Linked DNA regions of Mus musculus: region 2 is linked to region 1. A link is a contact called in public promoter capture Hi-C data. All regions are on one chromosome and are shown on one strand. Each heading gives the region's core, a stretch centred on a gene start, on an enhancer-like site or on the middle of the called end of the contact. The rest is flanking DNA. Distances are from core to core; before and after follow the strand shown. Region 1 holds the start of Tnik (TRAF2 and NCK interacting kinase). Region 2 overlaps Tnfsf10 (tumor necrosis factor (ligand) superfamily, member 10).

The links. Promoter capture Hi-C pulls out the DNA fragments that hold promoters and counts their contacts.
Region 2: a promoter capture Hi-C map of liver shows a contact between it and region 1, with 3 times the contacts expected there. The contact joins the enhancer-like site here to the promoter of Tnik in region 1. A contact is called at or near these places in 8 of 39 promoter capture datasets (the 3T3-L1 cell line, the SN4741 cell line, hematopoietic stem and progenitor cells and 3 more) and 1 of 115 datasets of contacts at active chromatin or transcription factors (stem cell-derived neural progenitor cells).

What each region holds. Positions count from the first base shown.
Region 1 is chr3:28,260,484-28,267,163 of GRCm38.p6, forward strand. Tnik (TRAF2 and NCK interacting kinase) reads left to right here and starts at 2,731. Exons shown (of 33, transcript NM_026910.1): 1 at 2,731-3,216. The coding sequence starts at 3,160.
Region 2 is chr3:27,318,027-27,324,706 of GRCm38.p6, forward strand. The region is part of intron 1 of Tnfsf10 (tumor necrosis factor (ligand) superfamily, member 10); the gene reads left to right. Among named protein-coding and RNA genes, the nearest start is that of Tnfsf10, 4.3 kb to the left of the region's middle. Within about 2 kb of position 3,340, at least 43 of the 459 cell types and tissues checked have an H3K27ac peak or open chromatin away from gene starts, as enhancers often do. A contact at or near this core is called in hematopoietic stem and progenitor cells and liver, where this site is marked.

The sequences.
Region 1 (6,680 bases), core at 1,481-3,980:
CCAGAGAAGACTTCTCAGACCAGACATGGGTTTAATCTAAAAGGAAGTCTTTATTAGCCAGCCAGCAACTATGCTAGGATCCCAGTGTAGCCCAGAGCCTTTCTCAGGGTGAGATTTTAAGCACAAAAACCATGCTCTAGGTTGACATACTTCAGTTAACAAGAACAGTTAGCCAGAAGCAGAGCCACAGAAGCCAAAAAGCAAGGCTAGTACATTTAGAGACTTTCTCAGAATTATGGTTTTTGATGGACTAGGCCTAGGCTTTAGTTTTAGAAGATGGTGTTGTCTCCATGCTGTTTTACAGCTGAGCGGTCCTTCCATCATGGAGTCAGTGGTGCTAAGTCCTTGGTGCCTACTAAGGACTGGGGCCCTAGTATGTCTAGACCTCTTTTTATAGTAGTGACTTATGTTTTCTTTTAAATTAAACACAAAGCAAAAACTGTTGATAAGAGTGCAGGATGGAAAGAAATCAGACTTCTGCTGGAACAGCTGAAATCTGAAATGTACTTGGCCTAAAGAAGAGAGTTTGATGTTCCTGAATAGGGCATGCAGAACTCTGCCTGATCTGCCCTCTGCCCTCTCCTGGTCCTAAGATTTCCCACCCTTGCCTGCCACTGCTTTCTACCCACTCCTCCCTCCCTCCCCAGGGTGCACTGTGTTGAACCCTCTTTGAAGCTATATCCATCCTTTCTGTCTGAGGTGGGGCTTCCTCAGCAGCAGTGGACTAGTCTGAACCTATTGTAAACCCCAAAGTAGAGTCTTGTGCTATTAGAGTTAGGGGAAAAGACCTTTTTGTGGTTTCACCTAAGTCTGTAGTACTTTTCTGTGAGCATGTTTATCTCCTATTTTCAAGTCTGAAGCTTTTAAAGGAGCCCTGCGTATGAATCTCAATACCCTAATCTGAAATTATTTTGCTTCATCTTGAGACATGTTAACCTGTTGTCTAGAGAAAGGGTGAGATAAGAAGGAGGAGGAGGAGGAGGAGGTGGAGGAGGAGGAGGAGGAGAGGAAGAAGAAGAAGAAGAAGAAGAAGAAGAAGAAGAAGAAGAAGAAGAAGAAGAAGAAGAAGAAGAAGAAGAAGAAGAAGAAGAAGAAGGGAAGAAGAAGGAGAAGGAGAAGATGATGATGACACACAAGGAAAAGTGTGGTGGAGGGAAAAGATGGCTTCTACTTGGTCCCTTCGTGGAGGCTTGTGGGTTCGGAACAGCATTCTAGTTTCATGGTATGGTTTAGAGAGCACATGACCCACCCCAATGAGTCCAAGACTAAACAGTCCAGCTAACACTAATTTCATTAGTGTTGGTCCGTTCATTCATTCTTTCAACTTGTTCTGAAGCTCATAATTAGTTTATTCTTCATGACTTTAAAAAGAAGTGGCAACAGCCCAAGTGTTGGTGTCCATGTGTAATCTGAGTACTTGGGTGGGCGGGGGGGGGGGGGTCATTTGCAGGACAATGAGGAGTTCAAGGCCATCCCCAGCTGCACAGTGAAGGGAAGACTTCCTTTAAGTACTTAAGATCTGTCTCATAACCATACCAAATCAAACAACCAATAAGATAAATCAAAAAGAACCTCTACTCCCCCCAAAAGAAAACAAAACAAAAAGTCAAATAAAAATCAACCCCCCCCAGTATGTTTAGCTTTTTATCTCAGTAGATGCTAGAGGAACACTCAGAACTATTGATGAGTTGAAGCCAGTGGGAAGAGTTCACTATAAATGTTTTCTTCCGACGTATTTTGCGTGGCCAAACTAGGAGACAGGCAAGGATGCGAGAGGGTTGGGGAAGTGACTTTACACTTTTGATAAAGAATGACGGGTTACCACTGCAAACACCCAGCTCTTGAGTGAAAAAGCGAGCGAAGTCAAATAGCTCGCGGGTCAGGGCTCACTATCCTAGAGCCAAACTTTCTCCATGAATCCAGGTAGGTCACCGCGGAAAAGCTACAAAGGAGGAAACACTGGGTTAGGTACTATGTTGCCCAATTAATGTCGGCCTTGGAGTCACCTGAATCCTTCGAGCTACTGCACCCAGGGAGCAAGCTTCTCTTTTCAATTCGGTCATTTCCGTGGGGAATTGCGGCACGCGCAGGTCTTGGGTGTGGCGATATCCAGACAGAGCTCACATCTCTCGGATTTCCAGCTTCTAGCAAACCTACTCAGCCTAGAGAACCACAGACGATTCGGGCCTGCCTTCCTGCAACCCAGTGGCCGCGAATGACCGTGACCCTGTGGCCACTGCTCAGCACCAAAGCCAGGCTGCCGGCTCGGCGCGTGTGAGCTTCTCCCCAACTCGCTCTGCGCGGGGAGGCGGATCCCCTTCCCTGCGCACAAGTCCTTATATGCACCGGTTGCACCGGCCCGCCTTTACTCCAGCCCCACAAATAATTAATGGGGGAGGGAGGACGCTGCTGCCTTTTCCCGCTGCCTCTCCCCACCACCCTTTTCACCATTAGAGTATCTGAACGCAGTCAAGAAACCCCAAGATACGATCGAAGAGCCATTTTGGTGCACTGCACAAATTGGACACATTAAAAATATATATTCAGCATTCAGGCTCCTGCACAGAGAGGCTCAAAAACGGCTGTTTAGATTCAGCACTATTAACCCTCAAAAGCTGGGGCGGAAAGGGTGCGTACCCCTCCCCCACCCTGGCTAGTGGCGGAGGGACCCGGTCAGGAAGCGCGGCCTCTCCCCAGTCGGAGACCACGCCTCTCCCCCCCCCCCCACTCCTCCCAGGAAGCGGTGATAGACAGTTCTGTGTGGTTCTCCACCCCCACCTCCCAGCTGAGTGGAGGAGTTGATATGTCTCATTATAACAGCCAATGCAGCCGCCATCCACGCACAAGCAAAGAAGCATGTCCCATTTAAATACACCCACGCAGCCCCAGCGCCCTTAGCCGATCAGGGCGCGCAGCCCACACGCACCGCGGCTCCGGGCTTGGAGATCCGCGCAGGTCGGGCTCCGGGATCCCGCGGATCGACGCTCTCGGAAGATCGGGATCGGACTCTTGCTGGGGCCCGGGTGGGCGGGGGAGGCTGGGCCCCGGGCCTCTCTGGCGGACAGCCGCATGAGGACGCGAGCGAAATAGACCGGGGTGGAATTGCCAAGGAAGACGCTTCGGGGTGGTTTTGGTCCATTTCTCCCGCGAAGAGTCGACATGGCGAGCGACTCCCCAGCTCGCAGCCTGGATGAAATCGATCTCTCCGCCCTGAGGGTGAGCAGAACGTGTTTTTTCCTTTTTTTCCAATGGTCTAGGGCTGAAAGAGGGAACGTTCCCTGCCTTTCTGTTCTAATTCCGGGGCAGCCGAGGGGTTCTAGGCTGAGCCCCTACCCCTACAGCAGGGGCTGGGCTCCCCTTGTGCTCCTAGGCTGTTCCCGAGGTTCCGCAAGGAAGCTGGTAGAGCTTGTCAGTTTCATCTTCGATCGGTGTAAGAGCATTACATGAAAGGCTGGTGTGTGTGTGTGTGTGTGTGTGTGTGTGTGTGTGTGTGTGTGTGTGTGTACCCGGGCAACCGTCTCGTGCCAAGGCGCGAGACCCGACTGCTCCTTGCTGCAAAAGATTCTCTTGGAGAAGAAAGGCACTGGCCCTTCACGTTTGCCAGCTACCTGCAAGATGCCATCGTGAGCTAGCTGTCTCTACCAGCGGACCCTGCTGCTCCAATGGAGCAGTAATTGCTGCTCTGGGCTGGTCTTGTAGGTGCTAACTGACTCCCTTCCCGGCTTCTGTCTCCGGTGCTGGGGCTCCGGCTCAGCTCTTCCCTATATGCCAGTGTGCACTCACCTTTATCTGTGGTTTGAACTCAGCCCTGCCTATTCCTTCCCTCGGTGACTGTGACCTTTCAGTTTTATGGCTGAACTTCAGCAGGTGAAAGAGAAGCTTAACCGCTTCTCCTCACCACACCGGAACTCCCTGGAGAGATTGTGTGTGCGTGTGTGCCTGTGTGCCTGTGTGCCTGTGTGTGTGTGTGTGTGTGTGTGTGTGTGTGTGTGTGTGTGTGTGTGTGTGTGTGTCCCAGGTCTGTGAACAGTCCTTTGTAAAACATATTCCCTTCCCCGAGCCCGGCCGCTTTGCCTTTACCTAATGAAACACCTCAGACGTCGTTCCATTGTATTGAATAAGACTTTAGTGATCTAGAATCCATTTTGCTGTTGTTTGAAAATCAGACTGCCAGGAATCCCATTGCAGCCTCGACGCTTCCCCACCCCCACCTCTAATCCCAGCACACTCCTTCGGGGAAGGGGGCCGAGCGCTCTTGCCATTTTAATTAGATGCTGCCTGCCAGGAAGGGGGTGAGGAGGGGTGGTGGCCTTGGCAGCAGCAGGCATCTGAGAAAGATTGGACACCAATCTCAGTTCCACTAGTTTCTTCCTCTCCCGAACTAAAAATAAAATAAACAGCAAATGCATATGCTTGATGCCTGGAGGGTAGGTGAGACCTAAGAGATGGTGTCTCATCTCATGTCACCCACCGCCAGTAGGGGTGGAAGTTCAGTGGTTCTCCGGAACACATTGTTAGATTGATGCTAGAATCTTGAGGCCGTTTACCTGTGTCTACTAAAGCCTTCCTGCCCTTACATTTCTCTACAAATATTTTAAGGGGCTAGATACCTGTCTGATGGAGGTGATACTTTTTCTTCAGGCTCCACGAGTCTCTTTTCTTCCCTCTCCTTGAATCCTTGCCCCTTCCCATATCTTTTGGTAGAGAGAGAGAGGTGACAATTCAGAGAGACAACTCGAAGGTTGAGGACTGACTGCCCTATGAAACGGCCTGTTGTGCTAGTGGGGCAGCAGAAGCTCATTCATGCATGATTACAGTAAGCTGTCTGTTTTTCTGGTGCCCAAAGGCCACATTCAGAACCAGTGAGTAGCTAAGTGTGGGGGTTGGGAGCAGAGTGGGTGCTTTAAACAAGCGCGGCTTCCTCTTCACCCATGGTGTGTGCTCTACTTCTGTCTGGGAGTTGCTATGGTGTGAGTTAATCAGGTGGACCAGACTTGGAGAAGGAGGAGTGGCTAAGAGGTGGAGGCCTGAACAATGAGGCAGCCTTGTGATATAGCTGAGCAGGAATCTTAGCATCCTTCTCCCTGATATGATTTTTAAGTTGGGGGGCTGGGAGGAGGGGACTAGCTCCTGTGGGCAAGGTTTTCTGAGATACCAAGCACAGAGCACCTTGATGCATACTTGAGGAAACTCCCGGGCTCTGCTATGTGTATGTGGAACAGATATCTTTGTATGATTTACTGAGATTGCTCTTTGTCACCCAAGAAGCCCAATGAATTCTCTGCCTGCACTGGTGTGTGCAAAGAGCTAGGATAACAGCTACTCCCAGTGTCTGGGGGAGCTATTGGCTGGAAGACTTACATGCAGATGGGCAGACAGTTGTACTCAGCAGGCCTGGGAGCGTCAGGCAGTCTTGTGGTAGGCTAGGTGTGCAGGTCCGTTTGTCTCCGAGGGCCAGTAGGTGATGCCCACAAATGGAAGCGTAGATGGTGGCTGCCTTCCCAGATTTGGAGAGGTTGGTTCCTAAGCTTGCAGAGAAGTCCTTCTGAGGAAACCCTGACCCTGAATTGCAGGCAAGGTCAGTGGTGCAGCCCTGTCAGCCCCTCGACATCCCTGTGGCTCTTTAATGTATACAATCAATGCTCTTTGTAAGCCCTGGGCTTGGTGGTTTAAAAGCAGATCCTGTCTAGAGAGGCCTTTCTCCTTCTGATTTTGGGGGCTTATTGTTCTCAGTCAGTGATCCCAGACTGGGCCTAGTCTGAAATTCTCCCCAATTGGAACAATGCATAATTCAAACCAGAGCAACCAGTACCAGCCCTGTCATTTAAGCCATGCAAAATATGGGTGGGATTTTGTTGTTGTGGTGGTGGTGGTAGTGGTGGTTTTGTTTTTGTTTTTGTTTTTGTTTTTGACTAAAATGAAGTGGGGTTTATGATTAGGAAATAATCAGAATTCCATGAGTCCTCATGGCAGGATTCATGAAGCTCAACTAAGTCTTGAATGTTAGGTAGGGGATGGTTTTATAGATGAGAGCTGGAAAAGAATCTTAGAACACTGGCCCATTCCTGTAGTGTGACACTCTGGAAGCTGAAACCCAGAGAGGTAAACTTTGCTGTCCAAGGTCACACAGCCAAGGGGGAAATAAAAGTAGCCAGAGGAAAGAATATGGTTCCGGACTCCTCAGTCTGCTCTCTAAGACACATCATTTGATCATTTGTAGCTGGAAATGAAGTCAGTGAGATGTTTTCTGCTAGTAGGGAGGGCAAGAGAAATTAATCATTTGACCAGGGGCATGGATTTTTTTGTCTTGAGAGTGGAAAACCTACTAGAAACAGTGAACTTACCAAATCAAATGACCAGAACTATCTGGCACCTTTGGAATGTATCTTGCCTAGCCTTCTTTCAGTCTCTTCTTCGAAGTCAAATAGACATCTAAATCAGATAGGACAGATGGTGTCCTGCGCTGATAACCTCTCTCAGTAACCCTTCTCCATCTGAACATGTCCCAAGGGGTCCGTCCAGACATGCACATTATTCAGATACCTCCGTGTGTGAGGTTTCTGATGTCCATGCATGCTTTTTAAAATTGCTGGAGTTGCGGATATTACATGTAGTATTACAGCGGATATTACATGTAGTATTACAGCGGATATTACATGTAGTATTACAGCAGATATTAT
Region 2 (6,680 bases), core at 2,090-4,589, 940 kb before region 1:
CCTTGTGGGTGGGACCATCTCTGGGCTGGTTGTCTTGGGTTCTATAAGAGAGCAGGCTGAGCAAGCCAGTAAAGAACATCCCTCCATGGCCTCTGCATCAGCTCCTGCTTTCTGACCTGCTTGAGTTCCAGTCCTGCATTCTTTGGTGATCAACAGCAGTATGGAAATGTAAGCCGAATAAACCCTTTCCTCCCCAACTTGCTTCTTGGTCATGATGTTTGTGCAGGAATACAAACCCTGACTAAGACAAATTGGTACCAGCATAGTGGGGTATTCCTGTGACAACCTGACCATGTTTTGGGGAGGATTGTGGAAGGACTTTGGAACTTTGGGCTTGAAGATCCATCCATTGTTAAGAGCTCTGTTGGAGGTTGTGCAGGAGCTTGGAAGATAATGTTGAGAACACTGTAGAAGATGGAGGTCTGGTTTGTGAAATTTCAGAGGGAAAATTAAAGACTCTTTTCAGGGCCATTGCTGTTTTGATTGTGAAGATTCTGTAGTTCTGGTTAGCTGGGGCTGAAGAATCAGCTGTGATTAACAAGATACCAGAACTACTAAAGCAAAAACTTTGCATTACTGGGACTATTGATGCTGGTTAGCTGGAGCTAAGAAATTAGCGGTGATTAAGAAGAGACCAGCATCATTGAGGTGACATCTTCTGGGAAGTGTTTTCTGAAAGCACAAAGAGGCTGTGTTCCAGAGATAGCCAAGGTTGCACTCCTGCTGCAGCGGGACTTGGTAATATGTAAGGGTCACCCAGGTGGTATTGGTTTTGAAGGCATGAAGGAGTTGAGCAGAGCAGCTGAGGCTTGGCACTGTGAGAGGCCATGGAAGGCCATTGGTGAAAGTGCAGCCTCAGTTGCAATTGATGGCCCAGGACTGAAGGGGTCATGCAGTGTTTTGGAGATGCCAGTACCATGAGATGACCACCAAGAGCAGCAGCAGCAGTGGAGTAGAGGCATCTGGAGCCTAGAGGATGACGCGTGTGCTACAAAGGGCATGGCTGGAGAAGTGACCCAAGCCCTTGGAGGAGCCCAGAAGATCGTGAGTTGGATCCCAGACATTGGACGGTTGGAGATTGATTTTTGCTTTTGATTGTGACTGTGCCCTGATATTTTCCCTCTTGAAGGAAGAAACTGTTTTAGTGATGCCCACAGTTAAGAGACTTTTAATTTAAAAAGACTTTGGATTTTTAAAAGAGATGGATATTTTAAAGAGATTGAAATTTTAAGAATATGTAAAGACTGTGGGACATTTAAAGTTATTTAGACCTTGGGGATGAATAAGAATGTAAGGGTTGAGGCTTACTAGTGATGTGTTTGTGTGTCAAGTTGACAAGGGGTCAGTTGTATTGGCTAGTTTTGTGTCAACTTGACACAGCTGGAGTTATCACAGAGAAAGGAGCTTCAGTTGAGGAAATGCCTCCATGAGATCCAACTGTAAGGCATTTTCTCAATTAGTGATCAAGGGGGCAAGGCCCCTTGTGGGTGGGACCATCTCTGGGCTGGTTGTCTTGGGTTCTATAAGAGAGCAGGCTGAGCAAGCCAGTAAAGAACATCCCTCCATGGCCTCTGCATCAGCTCCTGCTTTCTGACCTGCTTGAGTTCCAGTCCTGCATTCTTTGGTGATCAACAGCAGTATGGAAATGTAAGCCGAATAAACCCTTTCCTCCCCAACTTGCTTCTTGGTCATGATGTTTGTGCAGGAATACAAACCCTGACTAAGACACTCACCCAACCTTGAGCTCATTGTTTGCTTGTTACTGACTGAGCCTAGACCTCTAGACTTCTGCCCTGCAGTTGCCTGGACCTTGAGGTGAGGGAGTGGCATAGATTACCCCATGCCCAGCAGACATCTATCTTGTCTGCACTTTGACCACTTGTAAGTCTGTAATAACCACTGTCCTCCAGACAAAGAAGTGGGTCTGAAAAACTCTCAAACAAACAAGTCACACTTTGAAAAGCTGGTGGGTAGAAGAGCAAGTGTCTGAACAAAAATCAAAGTGAAGCTCAAAGAGTTAGCATTTGTCTCTCCCGTGATCGGATAGTGATTAGAACTCTGATCCAAGTCATGGAACCAAATGTTGTGTTTTATACAACCACAGGGAAAAGAATGTTTGGTGGACCTGTAGTCAGGTGTGGGGGTAGGGGGTGCCTCTGCAGGCCCATGCTGAGGTATCTCTTCTCCTGAGGGCATGGGGAAGGGAGTTAAGAGGGTAGTATAGATAGAGAAAGGGAGGGAGAGAGGGAGAGGGAGGGAGAGAGGGAGAGGGAGAGGGAGAGGGAGAGGGAGAGGGAGAGGGAGAGGGAGAGGGAGAGGGAGAGGGAGAGGGAGAGGGAGAGGGAGAGGGAGAGGGAGAGGGAGAGGGAGAGAGAGCGCAGAGGAGTAGAGGTCAGCCATAAACATGTGGAGAGAGAAGGGGGAGGGTAGGTAATGGGAGAGAGGAGGAAGTGAAAAGAGGACAGATGGAGAGCAAGAAGGCAAGAGAGAGAGGAGGGGGAAGAGTCAGGCACACCTGGCTGTTGCCAGGTAACCTGGGGGGGGGGGGTAAGACAAAATGCTAACACAATGTATCACATTTCTCAGTCCAGTAAGGCTGAGGGTGGGGGTGCACATAAACCAGATGTTTGAAATGTGTTTGGAGGGAGGAATCAGTCAGGGAAGTGCTTCCTATGTACACGTGAGAACTCAAGTTTGATCCTAATTACCCAGCATGCACCTGTAATCCCAGTGCTTGCAGGGAGAAGACTGAAGAATCCCTGAGGCTTGCTGGCTGAGGGTATATGTAGTCTTACTAGTGAACTCCAGGCCCTGTGAGAGACCCTGCATATCACACACACACACACACACACACACACACACACACACACTTTTATTTTATTTTTTAAAAGAGTATGCTTTGTTTTTAAATAACTCAGAGGAGTTCCTGTGTTGACAATAGTGTGAACACAATGGCCTGGCTTTCCTTCCACCTTTTCCTCTGATTAGACTTGACTTGGCTAGTGGTTTATAATCAGGATTTAACTCCTCCTTTGAAAAAAGTTGGACTTTATGTCAGGAGGAACCTAGATACAAACGCAGAAAATCCCCCGGGACTGGGAATGCCAAACTGACAAGAGTTAAAACCAACTCCACTTCAGGTTGCTCGTGTCCAAGTTGGGTAGACATATGCTCTAGGGAGCCGAGGAGTGGCAGGGATGGTGAACACCCCACTCCCTTGTCTAGAACCTGATGGAGAAATGAATTATCCAAGTTTAGACAGGGCTTTGGAGCCAGGGTAGAGCCAGAGCCCAGGGCTGTGGGTGCCAGGCACTACTCGCCAGCCCCATCCCCCACGTAATCTGCACTGTGCACATTGCCCAGTACACAGTGCAACATCCGACCTGCTGTCTTGTTTGGAACTGCATGGTAAGGGAAAGTTTCCAGAAAAATGGCTGTACAAAATTCACAGATAGCAATGGTCTCCGGGGGCCCTGCAGTTTGTATGTCCTATGGAGCAGGACTTTGATAATCCCAATCAGTTGGAAATTTTTCCAAGTGGGTGAGGTAGATTTTCCTTTTATTTGAAAATAATTATGAAAATTATGGCTGATGGTGATTTATTTATTATAGGGCATGCTGGTCAAGAATCTCCGCATACGTGTGGGGCCAGAGGACGACCTCTGATGTCATTTCTTGGATACCACCTACCTTTTTTTTTTTCTTTTTCTTTTGTTTTCTCTTGCTTCCTTTCTTCCCAGTTATTATTTGAGTCAGGGTCTCTCATTAACTTGGAACTCACCTGGTAGAGTCTCTCAGGGGCCAACCGCAGACTCCATTTCTCTCCACTGGGACTCCAGGACTGCCTTGCTTCTCTCTCTCTCTCTCTCTCTCTCTCTCTCTCTCTCTCTCCCTTTCTTTCATTTTTTCCCTTTCCTTTCTTTCTTTTTCTTTCTTTCTTCCTTTTTTTTTTGTTTTTTTTGGACAGGGTTTTTATATGTAGCCCTGGCTGTCCTTGAACTCAGAGATCTGTCTACCTCTGCCTCATGAAGGCTGGGATTAGATTCGTGCATTCCCCATTCATTGCCTGGCTTAGTCCTAACTTTGTTTATGTGGCTTGGGGGATGGAATTCAAGTCCACAAGTTTGTCTGGCAAGCATTTTCCTGACTGTGTTGTCTCTGTATCCTAAATTTGTATATTTCTTTCTTTAAAATTACATTTATTTATTATTTATGTGTGTTTGTGGGGGGGAACATGCTGTGTCATATGGGTGGTATCAAAGGACAACCTGGAAGAGTTAATTTTTTTCCCTTCTACCATGTGGGTCCTGGGGATTGAACTCAGGTCATAAGGTTGGTTATAAATACGTTGGTCTTTGAGTCATCTTGTTTGCCCCAAGTTTGTATATTCCCCGAGAAATAGAGTATAACTATTGCTACTTTTCAGTTCTACGTTTATGTAAGAGATTGGAGCACATCTGTGGTTATAGACTGTGGCAGCACACCCCAAGGTTTGTTAACTATACAGCATAAACAGAGTGAGTCTGTCTCTGTGCACAGGTGTCCGAGCAACTGGCACAGGTGGCAAGGTGGCCTCACTCCCTCTAAGATTTCCCCAATCCTCTGTCGACTCTGGCAGTCCGATTGGATAATTAAGGTTTCCAAAATTCTGCTCGAAAATCCAGCAGTTACAAATAAAGCTTAGAGTCTCTTCACACAGACACATTTCTTGAGGCAGAAAGGATGTGGTGAAGTAAGGATGTGGAGGGAGAGAGGAGGCAAAGGTGTCGCCAGAATAGCCTGTCTGCAAGGTCTGCAAGCAAGCTGTGGCCAGCGTGGTTCACACCTGTGGGTGCTAAGTGTGGACGAGGAGTGGGCGCTGAAGCTTTCCCTCTGCATGGTCTTTGCCAAGAAATCATTATTTGTGCAAAAAAATATCTCGTAAGACCAACAGCAGAGAGTTGACAATTGTGAGCTCAAGACGGTAGAATAAAGTGCACCTTTCTTTTTCAGATAATATACGTTTTCTAAACTTTCTGTGGTGAATGTCATAAGAATGGTTTGAGCTGTCGAAGTCTGCAGTTCTAAAAGAGTCCAGGAACTGGGCAAGCAAGCAAGGCAAGAACTCCACCGCTGAGCTGTGCCCTTAGATTTCAAAGACATGCCATGTCCGCATAATCGTAAGAGAAAATAATCACAGCCTTGCATACAGTCTGGTTCCCAGCCATGTGCACAGAGGGCCAGCCAGGGCTTAGGCGCATGCGGGGCTACTGTTTTCAGTTTAGTATTTTTGGTTTGTTTTTGGTTTTGTTGTTATTGTTTGGTTTGGTTTTGGTTTTGTTTTCAGATTATTAGCTGGGACCAGGCTGGCCTCGAACTCAGTAATCCGCCTGCCTCTTCCTCCCCCTCCCGAGTGCTGGGATTAAAGGCGTGCGCCACCACTCCCGGCTGGGAATTTGCTTTTTACCTTTATGAAAATGTTTTCTGAATTGTCCATGTCGTCTTAAGGCTTCTCTAAGCTTCTAGTTTATTTTCACTTCTACCATTGAGTCCCACACCCTGCCCCCCAACCCTCCACTGCTTCATTACCGTTTATGTAGTAACTCAATCACGTTCGTTAACTTGTATACCTTCTCAGAAGCCGACCCAACCCAGATACCCACTCCCACCTCCTGAAAATGTTTCTGGAAATTCCCAGAAGGTATCCTGGACATGAGCCAGCTGTTTAATTTGGGCTGGGCTGACTTAATTTTCCTCCTAGGGCACTTTGTCTTCCTCAGACTCCACCCCAGTTACAAGAGGACACTTAGACACCTTGGAAAGACCACAGCAACAACAGCAGCTCCTTCCTGCCCTCGACCCTAACCTTCCAGGCTCTCAACCCTTTCTTGTTGAAATAACCCACTGCTAGGAAAGAAGGAGACAAAGTTTCCCTAGTGTTCATTAGTGTTCCAATGAGCCACCAAGGTCTCTGTGGCTGCTCATTCGGTTTAAACAGTGAATGGTTGGCAATTCATTAAGTTTGGTTTATACTTTTGCTTAGAGGTACATTGCTGAGTGTAGAACTTTGTGATTCTGGACAGAACCTTGCATGAATAATGGAATGATTTTTTTTTTTAAAGAGATGGCTTGGTGCTGGAGTGTAGCTCAGATCATAGAATGCTTGCCTAGCAAGCTCAAAGCTCTGCTTCAATCTATAGCACCACACTACACCGAGAGAGCTGTTGGATGGGCTCCTCGAGCTTGGGAGGACAGAGACCCAAGGATCAGAAACTCAGGGTCATCCTTGGTTATCAAGGAAGTGTGAAGCTAGTGTGGACCATGAGAGGACCTGACTCATAATCAATCAGTCACTCACTTAGTCACTCACTCACTCACTCACTCACTCACTCAATCAATAGATTGTTTTTCTATAGGAAGGGTGAGTTCTTAAATTTACCACCACCCCAAACTTTGCAGGACACTAAATTTAAATAATAGATAAAAGTATTATGTTTAGGCCAGGCATGGAGGGGGATGCTTAAAATCCCATCACTCAGAAGGCAGAGGCAAAGGGATACCTGTGATTTTGAGCCCGGCTCCTTCAAAACTTACTCCAGTTAAAGGCAAATCAACGGATATTTTTAATCAACAGTGATAGGGATAGGACCAAGGGCTTCATGCATAATGGACATGCACTCTACCAGTGAGCCATGCCCCAA